Linked DNA regions of Oryctolagus cuniculus: region 1 is linked to region 2. The links are chromatin contacts, called in public Hi-C maps. All regions are on one chromosome and are shown on one strand. Each heading gives the region's core, a stretch centred on a gene start, on an enhancer-like site or on the middle of the called end of the contact. The rest is flanking DNA. Distances are from core to core; before and after follow the strand shown. Region 1 has its middle 150 kb from the start of PLEKHG7. Region 2 holds the start of BTG1 (BTG anti-proliferation factor 1).

What was found. Hi-C and Micro-C count contacts between places; a contact is called where the count stands out from the background.
Region 1: a Hi-C map of an unstated tissue shows a contact between it and region 2, with 6 times the contacts expected there. The contact joins the enhancer-like site here to the promoter of BTG1 in region 2. A contact is called at or near these places in 3 of 6 Hi-C or Micro-C datasets (ear pinna, psoas muscle and an unstated tissue).

The regions. Positions count from the first base shown.
Region 1 is chr11:95,453,003-95,457,392 of mOryCun1.1, reverse strand. No RefSeq gene overlaps it. Among named protein-coding and RNA genes, the nearest start is that of PLEKHG7, 150 kb to the left of the region's middle. Within about 2 kb of position 1,287, at least 1 of the 8 cell types and tissues checked has an H3K27ac peak or open chromatin away from gene starts, as enhancers often do.
Region 2 is chr11:94,988,142-94,992,517 of mOryCun1.1, reverse strand. BTG1 (BTG anti-proliferation factor 1) reads left to right here and starts at 1,803. Exons shown (of 2, transcript XM_051845746.2): 1 at 1,803-2,268; 2 at 3,162-4,376. The coding sequence starts at 2,121. The coding sequence ends at 3,529.

The DNA.
Region 1 (4,390 bases), core at 38-2,537, 470 kb before region 2:
CAGCTCAAGTTCAACCAGCAGAGGGTACTGTTTGAGCACTTAAGTGGACTTAGATCATTGTGTTTCCTAGCCAAAGAGAACAATATCTGAATAATAGGCTGGGATGATATTCAATAGGCAAGATGCTGGCAAGATAGTATGCCCCAATGATCATGTTTCAGCCTTGTTTTGCAGAAAATTCCCTTTGTTCTCTGCTGCTCAAAAGAACAGTCCTTCAAAATGCACCCATAATTCCTGGATTAATGTATATGTTTAGAATGTAGTTGTAGAGGGTGGTGAGGGAAATGAAGGGGTGCTATCTGTGTCTAAATTTACTAAGTCTTTATATGTGTTTAGGTTTAGGGTTCTGAATCAAGATAGCAGCTCCATGTGTTCTCAGCTTTCTGGTGAATGATCATGAATAATTCCTGTAGTAGCAAATGACACAATATAATAATCAAGCATTCTCTGCACATTGTAGATCAATGAACACAGATGTCTCCTAAGGGAGGGAAATTTTGAAAGATGCTTTATATCTTATTGGGGTTCAGTGCGTCAGAATTAGTTAAAGGCTGTTGATCAAAATAAAGTGAGCCTCTCCTCATTCTGAAATCATGTTTGACATTAAATACATTATAGAAGAATCAGTTAACTTTTATAAAAATTTGATCAAGTTATATATAATTAGTGGATTACACATTTTTTAGTAAAATTTACATACTAGTTCCTTTATGTTCGTCATTTAAAAAATCTTAAAAAGCAAAAAAAAAATCTCATAGTAACAAAAACAAAAGACAGAAGTACTTGGGCTGAAAAGCAAGATTTCTCTGTCACACTCTTCTTTTTACTCTTTTTACTCCTTGTATGGGGCTTCTAAATTTATGACATTTTCTTGGTTTAGTTCGTATCTCAATAATGTGTTTTTACTACCATTTCTTGAATTATTAGTTTTAGATATCATATTTTGTTTTCCTGTACTGATACTTGAGAGTGTAACTTGGTTTAATTGCTCAATACCACCTATTGGTCATATTCTTAGATTACTGCTATGTGATTATAATCATCTATGCTACTTTATATAAAATACTGATTTCCATAACAATGGGCTACTTTGATTTGTGTCATTTTTAAAAAAAATATTTATTGCTTATTTGAAAGTCACAGCGACAGAGAGAGAAGAAAAGAAACAGAGAGAAATATCTTCCATCCACTGGATTACTCCCCAGATGGTTGCAACAGCCAGGACTGGTCTAAGCCAAAGCGAAGAGCCAAGAACTCCCACATGGGTGACAGGGGCGCAAGTAGTTGGGTCATTATCAGCTGCCTTCCCAAGTGTATTAACAGGAAGCTGGACTGGAAACAGTAGTCAGGAGTTGTTCTGAGCACAACACTAGTCTCTGAGTTCATATCTTTTCGATTCTTCTCTGCCAAGAGAGTTTTAAAAGTTTCCAGAAAGTTCCTTCCTCTGAAACCACTTCTGAAAGAATGCCTTCATCCTTTTCCTCTTATCTGCTATGATCCTACAAGCCCCCACATTTTATGTGAAGTGAACCTCTTTGGATGCTCTTCCTCTGTTACCATGTCTTCATCTAATTTGCGTCTTTCAAAAAATTGGCTGAACTCTTTTATCAGCTCAAATTCACTTTGTATTCTTATTTTACCTTAAAAATGTGTACCTATTTGTATTTTTTTAACTAACATTTCAGTGGGATTTTTCAAGTGTATAATCTGCCATCTTAATCTGGAAGTCCATGTTAATTTTTTTTTTTAATTTATTTTTAAAGAAATAACAAATTTCAGGGCTGGTGCCGTGGCTCACTTGGTTTATCCTCCACCTGTGGTGCCGGCATCCCTTATGGGCACTGGGTTCTAGTGCCGGTTGCTCCTCTTCCAGTCTAGCTCTCTACTGTGGCCCGGGAGGGCAGTGGAGGATGGACCAAGTGCTTGGGCCCCTGCACCTGCATGGGAGACCGGGAAGAAGCACCTGGCTCCTGGCTTGGATCGGCGCAGCGCTGGCCGTGCAGCCATTTGGGGGGCGAACCAACGGAAGGAGGACCTTTCTCTCTCTCTCTCTATCACACTGTCTATAACTCTACCTGTCAAATAAATTAAAAAAAGAAATACAAATTTCATAAGTACAACTTTAGGAATATAATTATTCTTCCCACCGTATTATCCCTTTAACTCACACTCCCACCCAGCCTCCTCCTCCCTCTCCACTTGTCGGTCTTATTCTCCGTTAAGATTCATTTTCAATGAACTTTGTACACAAATGAGCAACTAATTACTAAGTAAAGGTTTCAACAATTTATATACACATACAAACACACACACAAATAACTGAGAACTGGTTTTATAGTTAACTCTCAGTACATTGAGACAGAGGTCTTGTATGGGGAGTTAGTGCAGTTACTCCTGTTGATAATTTAACAATTAATACTTTTATGTATGATGTCAGTGACCACCTGAGGCTCTTGAAATGAACTCCATAGGCTATGGAAGCCTTTGAGTCCACAAACTCTGTCAATATTTGGACAAGGCCATAAGTAAAGTGGAAGTTCTCGCCTCCCTTTAGAGAAAAGTAAATCCTTTTTTGATGGACAGTTCTTTCCACTGGCGTCTCACAGAGATCCTTCATGTAGGTTATTTTTTGCAACAATGTCTTGGTTTCCATAGCTGAAATGCTTTCATGGGCATAAGGGCTGATTCTGAGGTCAGAATGTTACTTAAAGCAATTGTAATTCTATGAGTCTGCTGTGTGGACTGCTTCCCATGTTGGACATGCTCTCCTTTTTAATTCTATCTGTTATTATTACTGGGCACATGATCCTATTTTTATGATCTCTTTAACACTTAATCCTTTATATGTTCATTTTAACACTTAATATGTTCACTTTAACAGTTAAGATGGCTTATTACCACCAAGTTTAATGGGATTTGGAGTCCCATGACAAGTTCATAAATTGTACCCTTAAAGGTAAATCTGATAAGGAATATATGCAGAACTATACAGCTTTACAGTTACAAACTCCCTTCTCCCTCTGTTATTACCACTCTTATTTTTTACTGAGATTCATTTTCAATTGACTTTATATAATATGATTCTGTTAAATAATTTAACAAATAGTATGAAAAAAAGACAAAAAACAAAACGAAACTGTCCTCAACAGTCAAGACAAGGGCAGCTCAAGTCATCCCTTCTTGAAGTGTCAATTTCACTTCTGCAGATTGTGTTTTGGGTACTCTATTAGTTCTCACAGATCAGGGAGAACATAGGGTATTCGTCCCTTTGGGACTGGCTTATTTCACTAAGTATGAAGTTTTCCAGATTCATCCATTTTTTGCAAAAGGCTAGATTTCATTTTTCATTTTTTTTAACTGCTGTTTAGTATTCTGTGCTGTATATATCCCATAATTTCTTTATCCAGTCTTTGGTTGATGAGCATTTAGGTTGATTCCATGTCTTAGCTATTGTGAATTGAGCTGCAATAAACATGGGAGTACAGATAGCTCTTTTGTTTACTGATTTTATTTCCCTTGAGTAAATTCCCAGGAGTGGGATGGCTAGGTCATATGGTAGGTCTATATTCAGATTTCTGAGATATCTCCAAATTGTCTTCCATAGTGGCTTTACCAGTTTGCATTTCCACCAACAGTGGATTAGTGTGCATTTTCCCCACATCCTCACCAGCATCTATTGTTTGTTGATTTCTGTATGAGGGCCATTCTAACTGGGATGAGGTAAAACCTCATTGTGGTTTTGATTTGCATTTCCCTGGTGGCTAGTGATCCTGAACATTTTTTTCATGTGTCTGTTGGCCATTTTGATTTCCTGTTTTGAAAAATGTCTGTTTAAGTCCTTTGGCCATCTCTTAAATGGGTTGTTTGTTTTGTTGTGGAGTTTCTTGATCTCTTTGTAGATTCTGGTCATTAACCCTTTATCAGTTGTAAAGTTTGCAGATAATTACTCCCATTCTGTTGGTTGCTTCTTCACTTTCCTTTTTTTTTTTTTTTTTTTTGGCCCTATAGAAACGTCTCAGTTTGGTGTAATCCCATTTGTTAATTTTGACTTTGACTCTCTGTGCCACTGAGGTTTTTCCCAAGAACTCTTTGCCTATGCCAATGTCTTGCAGGGTTTCTCCAATGTTCTCTAATAATTTGATGGTGTCAGGTCGTAGACTGAGAACTTTAATCCATGTTGAGTGGATTTTTGTGTAAAGTGTCAGGGGTCTTGCTTCATAATTCTGCATCTGAAAATCTAGTTTTCCCAACACCATTTCTTGAAGAGATTATCCTTTCTCCAGGGATTAGTGTTAGCCCCTTGGTCAAAAATAAATTGGTTGTATAAGTTGGTTAGCTCCTTGGTCAAATATAAGATGTTTGGATTGATTTCTAGTGTTTCTGTTATTTT
Region 2 (4,376 bases), core at 554-3,053:
AGTCCCTTTAAACTGGAAATTATTGAGACTTGAAGTGGGAGACCAGGCACGAATGATGAAAACTTTCATTTGATTGCTAACCTGTGCTCTCATGACTGATCCTGTAAGAGCAAAGGACAGAGCATGTGACGAAGGGTGAGAGGGATTAAGAGGGACACCTAGGACTGGTACCCAGAGGGCTGTTTCCTCTAGGTCTATGGTGACTTCATGGATCTTTCCCCTTTTTGAGTAGTGAAAGAGGTTTCATACTCCCCCCCCCCCCGCCATAATGATGTTTATTTATAAGTACACTTCTGTCTGTAAAGTTCTAGAAGAGGGGAAAAGGCATCTTATTTGTCATTAGTTATGATGAGAAAGAGAAAATTAATACTTCCAACATTATCCTCAAAGCACTTAAGTTACTTCACATGTAACTATCTATTAATGAAAAATAACCTATATTCTTTCAAATCCAGTGTCACGTTCTTTCAGTTAAAAAATCCTTTTCTTTCAACTTTATAAGAAGTGCTATTTTGCTCCTTTTCTATACCGTTTGATTCAGTACGAAAAAGAAAGAATTCACAGCGGTGCGTTTTGCTGTACTGATGACCAACGAAGCTCAGACTATTTGTTTTCCATCTGGTAGAGTTCAGCTTCTGCCTCTTGTTTGCTTTCTCCATCTGCCTGCGTAGACTTCATCCTTTATTTTCCCCTCCTCCATAATGGAGTTGCTTAACCCTGTCTAGACCTAAACGTTTTAGCAGGATCACGCCTTCTTCCCGCTCTGTTTTCCAAAGTTTTGCAAGCGGAGTTTTAAATAAATCTAGACGTCTTCATTCATAGTTCTACCAGCTTCCAGTTTTCCTTTTCTTCCGTTTTTATAAGGAGCAGCAGAACGCGAAGGCTTGAACCACATTTGCACTAGGGGGAAAAATACACGTTTTAAAAATGCATCGTGCAGTCTCCTTTTTAATCCGTAACGGGGCTCTACAGGATCCGTGTTGTTATAACTGGGTTTCCTATTCGCAGTAAACCGGGTACGGTAACACGTCCCTCTTCTCTTCGCCTCCCGAAGCAACCACAAATGGCCTTACTAACCTACTTACGCTGCGACTGAAGTTCTCCCAAACACATCCCCGGACTCCCGCCCCGGGGGGAGCGGACGAGGACCCCGGCTCGCAGAGGCTGCAGTCGGCTTCCTCCGGGCTTGCCCACCCCCCCGGACCCCCGCTCCCCGACTTTCCCAGGCGCCCGCACCCCGCACCCCGCCGCGCCGTACACTCCTGGGGCCGGTGATCCCGAGCTGAGACGGCGTGTGAACGCGGAGTGCGCCCGTGGCCCCGAGCTGCGGACCTGCAGCCCGATCGCGGCGGCCGCGGAGCGCGCGCACACACTGCCAGCTCCGGGAGGCTCCCAGCACACCGCACTTCACCCCGCGGCGCACAGAGGTCTGGCGGTGCGTGCTTGCAGAAGGATGCACTGGCGCCCGGCCCCGACTCGCTCCAGCGAGGCGGAGCTCGGGGTGGTGGGCGGAGCTTTCACACGCGCACCCTCGGCTCCCTCGGTTCCCCAACACGGCAAGTCGGTCTCCGGCCGCCTCTCGGGGTTTATTTGTTTACAAGCGGATTACGTCAACTCCTCCCTCTCTTCTCCGTCTCTGGACCCACCCCCCTGAGCCCTTTTCCCGCCCCCTCCGTCTCCGAATCTGCTTGCGTCACAATGGTGCGATCTCCGGATTGGCTGGAGCCGGCCGTCACGCTCCAGCTACGCCACTTCCGTTCCGCGGCGCTATAAAAAGTGCTGCACGGCGGCCGCATCTCTTCGCCCCTCGGAGCTGGAAATGCGACTGTTGGGGTTGTCGGAGGCTACGGAGCTGGAGGCGGAGGCGGCTGGGGAGGTCCGAGCGATGTGACCAGGCCGCCGTCGCTCGTCTCTTCCTCTCTCCCGCCGCCTCCTGTCTCGAAAATAACTTTTTTTACTCTTAAAAAAAAAGGGGAAAAAAAAAAAGTAGCCGACTGCCCCTCACGCCCTCTCTTCCTCTCAGCCCTCTGACCTGTGAGGGAGCCCGGGGTGGCCGCTCCGCTGTCGGGGCCGCGCTGCCGAGCCCCGGCCGCCCCGGGCTGCCCCCGCCCGCCGCCCCCATGCATCCCTTCTACACTCGGGCCGCCACCATGATAGGCGAGATCGCCGCCGCCGTGTCCTTCATCTCCAAGTTCCTCCGCACCAAGGGTCTCACGAGCGAGCGACAGCTGCAGACCTTCAGCCAGAGCCTCCAGGAGCTGCTGGCAGGTGAGCGGGCGGCGAGGGGGCGCCGAGAGGGGGCCGCGGGACCCCGCACCCCGACTGCGGGAGCCGTGGCAGCAGCCGGGGGCCGGCGGCGCTCCTGTCCCTCGGCGGGACGTGGCGGACGGCAGCCGGCGGCCGCCAGCGGTGGGTCCCAGGGAGGGCTGGGGAGCCGGGCTGGTCAGCGGAGGGGAGAAGGAAACAGACTCACAACAAAGAAACTAAAGCCGCCCGAGGTGGGGGGGGGTGGGGGGGCCGCGGTCCGAGGACCGTCGGCGGGTTTGGGGACAAAGGAGCTGCGGGGCTGGGGTGGTTCGACGCCCCCTCCCCCCACCCCAAGCCCCTTTCCGACCGTTGCGGGGTGGGCGCCCGGGCCCCCCGGGGTGGTGCCCCGGAGCCTGCTCGGGACGGACGTGCCGTCTGGCCGCACCTCCTGCCCCTGCCTATTAATCATCAGATTTGTCACCGGTACAATTAGAGCCCTGCCCAGAGCGTGGTTTAGGGTTGCTTGTTTTTCTTCCCTTCGGGGTTCACAGTCCGGTGGCGCTTCTCTGCTCCGGAGCCATAAACTCCATTGTGTGAGGCCAGGGTGGGGTGGAGAAAGTAAACAGGTTCCCGCCTGGCCGCCGGGGCCAGCCGGCTCCCCGGCTGGCGGAGGCTGCGCGCCCGAGTCCTGTTTTGGCGGCTCGACCGGTTGGGTTCCTGGAGACGGATGTGTCCCGTGCTACTCCCATGGTCTTTCCAAAGCCCTGCCCACTCTTGCCCCATCCCCGCAACAGCCGCGAGTGCGGTCCTGGCCGTTTGCAAAAAGTTGGTAGTTTTTCACGTCCGGCTCCGCGAAGGAGCGGCGCCGACAGTCAAGATGTAAGCATTGTTTTCTCTGTTCTTTTCTCCTGTAGAACATTATAAACACCACTGGTTCCCAGAAAAGCCGTGCAAGGGATCGGGTTACCGTTGTATCCGCATCAACCATAAAATGGATCCTCTGATTGGACAGGCAGCACAGCGGATTGGACTGAGCAGTCAGGAGCTGTTCAGGCTTCTCCCAAGTGAACTCACACTCTGGGTTGACCCCTACGAAGTGTCCTACAGAATTGGAGAGGATGGCTCCATCTGCGTGCTGTACGAAGCCTCACCAGCAGGAGGTAGCACTCAAAACAGCAGCAACGTGCAAATGGTAGACAGCAGAATCAGCTGTAAGGAGGAACTTCTCTTGGGCAGAACAAGCCCCTCCAAAAACTACAATATGATGACTGTATCAGGTTAAGATATAGTCTGTGGATGGATCATCTTATGATGGATGGATAAATTTGATTTTTGCTTTGGGTGGGCTCCTCTTGGGGATGGATTATGGAATTTAAACCATGTCACAGCTGTGAAGATCTGGCACAAGATAGAGTGGTAAAAAAAAATTTTTTTAAGTGACAGTGCCATAGTTTGGACAGTACCTTTCAATGATTTAATAGCCTGTGAGTCCAAGTAAATGATCACTTTATTTGCTAGGGAGTGAAGTCCTAGGGTGGTTTCAATTTCTCCCAGACATTATATCTACAATTTTACATCAGTCCCTTTAATGAAAATCTGTATTTCAATGAACCTTTCTCTGCAGTAGATCTTGGCAGAGGAATTTGCACTATTAACACTTGGAAATTGTTATCGTTAATCTTTTTGGCAGCTCAATAGGAAAGCCCAACGTTTTAAAACATGGTAGTACTGGAAATTTTACGACAAGACTTTTACCTAGCACTTAAATATGTATAAATGTACATAAAGACAAACTAGTAAGCATGACCTGGGGAAATGGTCAGATCTTGTATTGTGTTTTTTGGCCCTGAAGGTAGCAAGTGACCGGAATCTGCCATGGCAACAGGCTTTAAAAAAAAAAGACCCTTAAAAAAAAGACACTGTCTCAACTGTGGTGTTAGCACCAGCCAGCTCTCTGTACATTTGCTAGCTTGTAGTTTTCTAAGACTGAGTAAACTTCTTATTTTTAGAAAGTGGAGGTCTGGTTTGTAACTTTCCTTGTACTTAATTGGGTAAAAGTCTTTTCCACAAACCACCATCTATTTTGTGAACTTTGTTAGTCATCTTTTATTTGGTAAATTATGAACTGG